2 separate regions of the Macaca mulatta genome follow, and region 2 is linked to region 1. Evidence: chromatin contacts called from public Hi-C data. All regions are on one chromosome and are shown on one strand. Each heading gives the region's core, a stretch centred on a gene start, on an enhancer-like site or on the middle of the called end of the contact. The rest is flanking DNA. Distances are from core to core; before and after follow the strand shown.

The links. Hi-C and Micro-C count contacts between places; a contact is called where the count stands out from the background.
Region 2: a Hi-C map of fetal cortex germinal zone shows a contact between it and region 1, with 14 times the contacts expected there. The contact joins the enhancer-like site here to the promoter of WNT7A in region 1. A contact is called at or near these places in 8 of 14 Hi-C or Micro-C datasets (CD4 T cells, blood, cortical neurons and 4 more).

Annotation. Positions count from the first base shown.
Region 1 is chr2:152,722,047-152,726,659 of T2T-MMU8v2.0, reverse strand. It overlaps WNT7A (Wnt family member 7A), which reads left to right and starts at 1,562. Exons shown (of 4, transcript NM_001265938.2): 1 at 1,562-1,818. The coding sequence starts at 1,748.
Region 2 is chr2:152,507,040-152,511,500 of T2T-MMU8v2.0, reverse strand. No RefSeq gene overlaps it. Among named protein-coding and RNA genes, the nearest start is that of FBLN2, 130 kb to the right of the region's middle. Within about 2 kb of position 2,835, at least 13 of the 40 cell types and tissues checked have an H3K27ac peak or open chromatin away from gene starts, as enhancers often do. A contact at or near this core is called in fetal cortex germinal zone and fetal cortical plate, where this site is marked.

The sequences.
Region 1 (4,613 bases), core at 313-2,812:
TAACCCTCCAACACCCAGTATTCCCTCTCCCATCACCCTGCTTAATGGTCTACTATCTGTAACTCCTGTTCTTGTTCACTTATGATCTGCCTCCTTCCTGGACCCAAGAGGAAAGACTCTAGCCTTTCTTTTTCCTTATGTCCACGGTGCCCACCATCGTGGTTGGCACAGAATATGGAATGTGAGTGAATGCCTGAATGGTGGCGCGCGTGTGTGTGTGTATGTGTAATTTAGAAAGGCAATCTTGAAGGATAGGCAAGCCTGGGTGCAGGAGATTACTACAGTTGGGCATACTTTGTTTCCCATATGGTTCTGCTACTCACTAGCTGTTGACTCTGGGCAAACACCTTCACCCTCTTGAGCCTCGGTGTCTTCAGCTGAAACCTGAGTTCAGATTTGCCAGACCCGGGCATAGGGACAGCAGGTCCAGCAGGAACACCAAGCCAGGATCACAGCCGCTCCCAGGGAGCTCAGTGCCTGGAGCCCGAGAGGAACACTCTCAGGAGGCGCAGGCACAGCCGCTCCTAGAGACTGGACATCCCCCAGGTGGCAGGCGGGACCGGTCCGTGCAAACAGGGAACAGGTACCCGGGGGAAGGACATTCGCTGGCAAAAACATAAACTGCCGCTCGGAGTCTTGGCACCACCCAATTTCCAGTGACACTTAGACTCCCCCTACTCACTGAATGGGGTGTACACCAAAGTAGGGGGTCAGCCCCCTGGGATAGGCCAGGGCACTTAAAGCTTTCTGTTCCCGGGAGCGAGGCCAAGGTGCACCACCCGCCGCGTCCGCCTGGTGTCGCCGCGAGCGTGCTCTGAGCGGCCAGCTGCGCCCCTCACACTCCCGCGGCTCAGGCGCCCCACTGCTGTTCCGCGCGGGGTGCCTGGGCCTCAGCCCGACTCCGTCTGTCGGCTAACAGCAGGATCCCAGAGAGGGCTGCCCAAGTATCTTCTGCCACCCCCTGCCACACCCTCGAATAGGTGGAGGTAGGGAAGAAATACGCTGAGCCAGTCCGCCAGTCGCTCCGCGAAAGGGGGCGCCCTTCCCTGAAGCTGGGGTTGGGGAACTGGGGTGTGCTCTGTCAGCCCCATTGCCCTGTTCCGGGCTTGAGCGAGCGGGGCAGCAGACCAAGGCACTAGGGCTCTCGGCCGAGTCTGGTCCACTCCACCCGAGGGCAGCCTCTCAACGCCCACTCGCCCTGCAACCTGCAAGTTAGTGACGGGTGAGGGACGAGCGGGCTCCTCCTGCCTCCAAACAGGCTGTGCTCGCTAGCCTCCCACCTGCACCCCAGAGCAGGGAGGGGGCCCCCGGGAGCGCGCATGGAAAGGCACAAGCGCGCGCCTGGTGCAGGCGGCCCTGTCCCGCGGGCGCAGGGGCGCGGGGCGGGCGCTCCGGGGAGGCGGGCGGGGGAGGGGGTGGGGGAGGGACGGGGGAAAGGAGGGAGGGGCGGGGGCGGGAGGCAGCAGCGCCCCCGCACTACCCGCGTCTCGCACACTTTGCACCGGTCGCTCGCACGCAGCCCGGCGTCGCCCCACGCCGCGCTCGCTCCTCCCTCCCTCCTCCCGCTCCGTGGCTCCCGCGCTCCTGGCGAGGCTCAGGCGCCGAGCGCGCAGACGGGCGCACGGACAGACGGCCCCGGGGACGCCTCGGCCCGCGCCTCCCGGGCGGGCTATGTTGATTGCCCCGCCGGGGCCGGCCCGCGGGATCAGCACAGCCCGGCCCGCGGCCCCGGCGGCCAACCGGGACTATGAACCGGAAAGCGCGGCGCTGCCTGGGCCACCTCTTTCTCAGCCTGGGCATGGTCTACCTCCGGATCGGGTAAGGGCTGCCTGCGCCCTTTCCGCGCGTGTCTTGGCAAAGTTGGCACGGCCCGGGGAGGGAGGTGTGCCGCCTGAGAGCCTCTGCCGGCCACCAACTTCCACAGCTTCTCTGAGAGGCCGGGTGGGTGCGGTGTGGGAGCGGTGGACGCACAAAGGCCCCCCGCAGGCGGACGCCCCAGGAGATATAGGCAGGGGGACTGGCCATCCTGAGGACTTCTGAGTCTGGAATCTCCCAGGACCAGAGACAGCCGGTAGGGACGCTCCAGCCTGAGGGAGTCTGGGGGAGGGCTAGCTGCTGCAAAGGTTCAGCCCATCCCGGGGACCCTTCGGACCCCGGCATAGGGACAGCAGGTCTAGCAGGAACATCAAGCCAGGTCCACAGCCGCTCTCGGGGAGCTCAGTCCCCGGAGCCCGAGAGGAACTCTCTCAGGAGGCGCGGCACAGCCGCTCCTACAGACTGAGCAGTCCCCAGGTGGCTGGCGGGGCCGGTCCGTGCAAACAGGGAACAGGTACCCAGGGGGAAGGACTTTCGCTGGCAAAAACATAAACTGCCGCTCGGAACCTTGGCACCACTCGATTTCCAGGGACCCTTAGACTCCCAGAGCCCCTTCCCGGGCCAAGGGGACAGCACGTCCCGCCCCCAACAAACACACACAAAGGTGGGACAAGAGGCGGCCCGAGACACCGAGGGAGACAAGCGCTAGAGAGAGGCGGGACACCCCGCCCCCTTGAACTGGGCAGCAGAGGCTGCCGGGCGCGCGAGCAGCCCTCTGGCTTCACCCAACGTTTCTGTGGAGGTGGTGCTCGGGGGCGCTCTGGCTGGAAGGTGGGAGGGGGCAGCTCGGGACGAGTCCTGGAGCTGCTTGTGCAAAGCCGGTCACTCTTTGTACTTAAGACATAACGCGTGTGAAGCTCGGAGCAGTGGGCGGCGGGGGGGCGAGGGGAGTCTAGGCATGGATAGAGGTTCTGGCGCTGAAGGGCCCGCTTGGTAGGTCTCGAACACCCTGCCCCTCCACCCCCCATCAGTGAACCCCCTACCGCCCCTTTTGAGGAGCGGTGGACCGCAGGGGCTGCGGCTAGGGGGTGTGTGTGAGGATCCTTTGTGTTTTGTCACTACTACCCCCCTACCCCGTCACTTCCCCAGTCCACGTCTCTGGAGCGGGGATTTCGCAAGTTGTCGGGCTGCTGCCGCGAGCAGGTGCGTGCAGAGCAGACCAGGGGCCGCCAGCCCGACCAGCGGCGAAGAGGCGGCTACGGGGCTCGCGCCAGTACCGCCAGCCTGCCGGTGTGTTTTAAGTGTTATTGATTCGCCCGCGTCTGGGTGGCTTTTCTTTTTTCCCCTGCTTTAATCTTCATCTTGGCCCGAGCCCCGCCGCCCCGCCGCGCCGCGCACATCCAGCATCCAGGAAGCCGGTCAGGCCGATTGGCTGGGACCGCGTGTGGCTTTATCTCCTTTTTAATTAGAAACGGGGAGGAGGGACCCGGGTGGAGGGGGAGAGAGAAAGGGAAAACAGCAGAAAATAACCTCTCCTGGCCGCCCCGCCCGCCCGCGGGCCGCCCTCCCGCCAGCGCCGCGGCCTACCCGATTGGCCCTGCGGGGGCCCAGCTGCCCCGGAGGGAGGGAGGGAGTCCTGCAGGGTGCTGCCCTTCCGCCCCAAGCTGCCCTCTGGGGTGGGGAGAGGTCCAGGTCGGGGAGGTGGGAGTTGCAGGTGACTTCAGGCCAGGCGCTGCTGCTCCCTGTGCCTCGGGCTACTCATCTATATAGTGGGCATGAGGGGTGAAGTCTCAACGTCCCTAGGTTTTTCCATTTCCCCACATGTGACTGGGCTCTACCCGCTTCTGGTTGATGGTGGGGCATCTGTGGTATTCTTATTTCACTCGGATAGTTCTATTACTCGCACTAGCCTATTGCCACAATCAGATCCAATAAGAATGGTGATAATTACAACACCGCCGCCACATTTATGGGCACTCACTATGTGCCTGGCACCTTCTAAGCACTTTCCATGTTCTAGCAAATGCGGTTTTCATAGCAGCCAATTAGGTGGAGACTAGTTATCAATACCCTAATTTAGCCATGGAGAAACTGAAGTGCAGAAGGAAGGAAACTTGCCTAAGATCGCACAACTAATAAGTGAGGAAAGCTGAGATGGGAAACTAGACCAGACCCTTAGGGGCTAGTCTATTGTACCTATGAGTTTTTGGCCCCAGTATGCCAATCCATCCACTCTCTGCTGGTGTAGAAATTTCCTGGTGGCCAGCTAGGTGCTCAGAGGGTCCTCCTGACAAATGATGCCAAAGCATCTCCACTTAATCTTCTCACGCTGCTGCTTCCTCAGACATTCCCAGCATTCTAGTGTGTGTTAGACTCTGGTTTAGGGCTGAGATGCAGATGCAAAGCCAGGCTGTCCCACCTCCAACACCTGCTAGCTGAGAACCTTCCTCTGGGTCCCAACCTCTGTGAGCCTCAATTTTCAGATATTTGAAATTTATATGATGATTCTTGCCCCACAGGACTGTGTGGAAAGGTCACATGAGCTGCTGTTTGTGGCAGCACCCACCATACTGCCTTGGCACATAGTAGGGACACTGCCCAAGTTTACTGATGCATTTGATGCATATTTGGGGGCACCTGCCATGTAATAGGTACTCACCCGGAGCCACATCTTTGAAGTGCCACAATCCATTTATTTGGTAGACATTTAGTGAACCAGCAGACAGCCTCCCTGCCCGCAGGGAGCTCATCCTCTCAGGAAGAAGACAAGTGATCAAGTGAGCATGCAAATTAAAAAC
Region 2 (4,461 bases), core at 1,586-4,085, 220 kb after region 1:
AGGTCTCAGTCCTGCCCACAGATGTACCAGCTCCTCCTAACCCTCCTGCCCCAGGACAACCCTGCAGAGAATTAGGCACAGCAGTGGGAATCCCCTCCAAGCGGAGCCACCCCATCTCCTAATAGAATGCTGTCTCCAGGGGTTGCTGTTCATCTCAGGGTCCACTGATGTGTCCGGAGCTGAGCACAGGAGTCAGAGAGCCCAGAGAACAAAGCAAAACTGGATGTCCCCTCCCTCATTGCAAGTATAGACCTTTGGTAATGTGGCCTGACAGACACAGTCATCCACTCAACAACTATATCTTCATCCTGCTCCATGTTGATACAGAGGGGTCTATAGAAATTAATCAGGCCTGGACATTGCTCATACAAGAGACATATGGGCTTGGCCCACTTCGTCCTACACACCTCTGTCTGGCCATGTGGCTTTGGGCAAGTCCCTTAGCCTCCTCTGCTTCAGTTCCATGTAGGTACAGTGTGAGGCTACTGAAGATGGTCACAAAGCCCCCATCTCACTGATGTCGAACCTGTCCCTGCTCTGAATCTGCACCTTCACAAACACCCCCACCTGGTGCACCTGCCTGCCCCCTCTCCAACTACTGTTCACCTGCCACTTGCTGCTCAGGGTGTGCAAGCCACAGCAGGGAAGAGGGATGGGTGGCTCAAGGGGACAGCCGGGGGCACCGAGGGCTGCCCTCCACCTGCCCAGCACCCTTCGAGGATGGCCTGACAGCTATTGTCATCACTCTCTTCTGGGAGGAAGGAGACAGCCGGCCCAGTTTCCCCATGAAAGCCTCCCTTGCTGTGTGACAAAGTAGAGAAGACTCCACATTTACTAAGCACCTGTGTGCTACACCCCATCCCTGGCGTGCCCCACATGAGAGGCAGCAGTGCCCGTTTTACAGATGGGGAGCCTAGGGCTCAAAGTGTTTTGCAACTGGCCCCTGCCACCTAGCTGGTTTGCATCTCCAAGGCCTCCGTCTTGGCCTGGCCCAGAGTTCACCACTATGACTCAATGTACTGGGGCCTCTCATTTTCCTTTTCTTCCCAGGAAGAGAAAATTTTGGACCAAATACTCTCTGCAGGGTAGATTCTGCTCTCTTTCTCGAGACCCTGAATCTCTGTGTCCAATGTAAGTCTCTGGGTTCCTGACCCTGTGAGTCTAATCCTCTGTAGCAAGTGATGGTAATCACCACTTCGGGTGCTGTGCTAGAGCTTAACTGCACCGAGTATCTAGTCCTTGCCACAACCGGATAGGACTGGTACCATCACTAGCCTCATCTCACAGGTGGGAAACCTAGGCACAGAGAAGTTAGGGGACTTGCCTGGAAAATGGCAGAGCTGGGATTTGAACCCAAGCCATCGGGTGCCTCATGGCTACACTGTACCAAAACTCTGAGGGCAGGGGTCCTGAATTCTGGCGCTGCGATTCCAAAGAAGCGATATTATAGATACCTAAGAGAGTGTCATCTCCTTAATGGAATGTTCCCGGGACTTCCTCCTCCTGCTCTCTGGGAAAGCCTTCAGGCCCAGAGAGGGATGGCACCTGTCTGTGCCTTCCAGAGAGGTGGCCCAAGGCGCCCTGTAGTCTCTGGCTATCTCTGGGCAGCCGCTCCCCTCGAAAGTGCGAGGGGGAGGCGGCTCCCTGGAGGAGGGGTCCCCCAGAGTTGGCTTGGCAGGTCCCTCCAACCCAGGTCCCGCTCACACAGGCACTAATGGCACTAACGGCACTAATGGCACTAACGGCACTAATGGGCAAAGCCAGGGCGGAGCGTCGAGGAGACCATTACGCGCCCCAGGGGCACAGGGCAGGCGGCCGGCGCGGATGGGTCTTGGGTGCGCCTGGGAGACCTTCAGGCCCCGCGCGTCCCCGGCGCCGCAGCAGCCCCTGGCGGCGGGCGACCTCTGGCGGCGGCCCTGGCCTTGGGCGCGGGCGGGCCCTTCCTGCCCAGCGGGACGCGCCGGGCGGCCAGGGCGCCGGGAAGAGGAAAAGGCGCTCAAGGCCCGGCCGGGAGCGGCTTGGGGACGGCCGCGGGCGGGCAAGGGCGGAAGGCGGCGGCCGGGCGGCAGCCAGCGGGAGGCACCGGCTCCTTGGCCGGCTGAGCCTCGCCACCTGCTGGAGGGAACCGTCACCACAGGGGCCTGGCGTCCCAGCCCCAACCCCGGGCCAGGGCGGCGGGTTGAGCCCGTCCAAGAGCCTAGTGGGCTGGAGAGCGATCGCCCGGGATCAGGGGCACTCCTGCTGCAGCGCCGTCCTGGGGATACCTGGGCAGGGGTTTGGCATCCCATCGCCCAGCTGTGCTCACGAGCAGGTCCCCTTTCCTGTATCGCCCGGCCCTAAGGGGCCTGAGGCAGACGGGATGTCTCCAGCTGTAGCCACGCCTGGAGCTGCCGTGTGTCACTCCCCGCCAAGCCCACATCCTACCCCAGAGGGCATGGGAGCAGGGAGGTGGCCCAGGCACTGGTTTGATCAAAGTAGAGCTGTGTGCAGAGGGAGTGTCAGGGCTAGGGGCGCAGAGGATGATGGGGGAACTGCCTAAAGCCACATGAGATGAGGACACGCTCCTGCTCCCCGTGCCCTGGGTCCTGATGCCCCTGACTTTCCACCCCTAGCTTGGAACACTCTGCCTTTTCATCATCCTCCTTACAATCTAGTGAAGCAAACTGCAAGCTGGGGGCTGGGGGCAGGACGGCCAGAGTAGGACCAAGTAGAGGCTACTGGCCCCTCAAGAAGCACACACTCCTCCGCAGAAGGGGGCCCCCAGAAAGCAGGCCCTGGGTCTAACAAAGGGAGGTGGATGCTGCCTCTGCTGGAGCCGCCTGCCTCTGTTTCCATGGCAACCCCACTTCCAGGACAAAGCAAAGGCTCAGCATTCCCAGGACACGTGAGCGGGCAGAGAGACGGCCTGGGCCTTATGGCACAGAAGGGGAAATTGAGGCCCAGAAGGGCAGCAACTTGCTGTCAGTCCCCAGGAGATGCCCCGGTTTCCCCCATCACAACAGCCATCATGCCAGAGTCTGTCTCCCAGGGGCCCCCAGATTATACTCCTCCGACTAAATATATAAAGCAATATCCACAAGTGAAAGTGCCTTGAAGACATCATACAAGAGGGAGGAGGCGGATGCCAGGCGTTGGGGAGGGTATTGTAGATATGGCAGTCAGGACAGGCCACTCTGATGAGGTGACATCTGAGGAGAGACCTGAGACACGGGAGGGAAGGAGATTTATGAACACTGGAGCCAACATGTGCCAGGCAGAGGAACCGCCAAGTGCAAAGGCCCCAAGGTGGGAATGGGCTCACCGAGCTGTGGACGTGGCAGAGAAAAGGGAAGGAGAGGAGGTTCAGGGGGCGGCAGTACCAGGACTCCGAGGGTCTCACAGGCCGCAGCAAGGAATGTGACTGTATCCTGGTGTGATGGAAACCATGGGGCTGGGAGCTGAGAACAGTCATTAGTCATAATGGCTCAGCCAGCTGTGAGGAGCAAGGTGGTGACAATGGAGGGTGAGGGGGTGGAGAGGAGAGGAGGCAGAGGCCACTGAGGAAGCGACTGCAGTGATGTGGGTGAGAGATGCAGGTAGTGGAAGCAGGCCGGGGCAGCAGAGGCAGGGGAAGAGGTGGGAAGGGGCGAGTGCTGGAGTGGGTGGACAGAGGGCTGTGCAAGACTCACCACTGGCTAGGAGGTGTGGGGAGGGGCAGGGGCCAGGCTGTCCAGGTTTCTAACTGAGCAACTGGGTGACCAAAGACACCATCTCCTGTGTATCCGCTGATCCAACTGGCCTTGCACCTCCTCCCACCCCCAGTTCTTTCCGCTACAACCCCTGGACTCAGATCACTGCCAGCAAACCCACTAAAACCAACTCTCCCCTTACCTCCTGCCCCTGGAGCCCCAGCCAGCGTTTAGGGCCCCCGCTAAGGAGGCGCTCTTTCAAGCCCCAGGCCTGGAGAGACGGTGTGCAAAGGATGGCCCAGCAAAGACCATGTGCACTGGCACTGGCAAGGGGAGCTCCCCAAAAGAAAATGGGGGACACTGCAGGCGGGCACATTAGCTGAGGTCCTGTGGACATGTGCTATCCTAGAGCCCCAAAGGGTGGCTACTAAGGCAATGCCATTTACAGTTGCGGAAACAGGCCCCAGGAGGCAAGATGTCCCAGCCAGCCGATGTCTCTCAGCTGGACAAAGACGCTAGCAGTGTTCACTTGGGACCTAATCTGCAGTGGCCTTCTGCCAACCCCCAACCCCGGCCCACCCCACACCCCAGCCAGCTCCCAGCCCTCAGGCTTTGCTGGGCCCCCTGCAGGGATGGCTAAGCACCAGACCGAGGGCGTGGGCCTGGTGACCAGGTCTGGGGGTGGGAACATCAGGGCATAAATCCTGACCCAGCTGACAGTGCCCCAGGGCAGACACAGAAGTCCTACTGTCACCTTCCTGTCCCCACCCTTCCTGGCATGTTTCACAGGGTC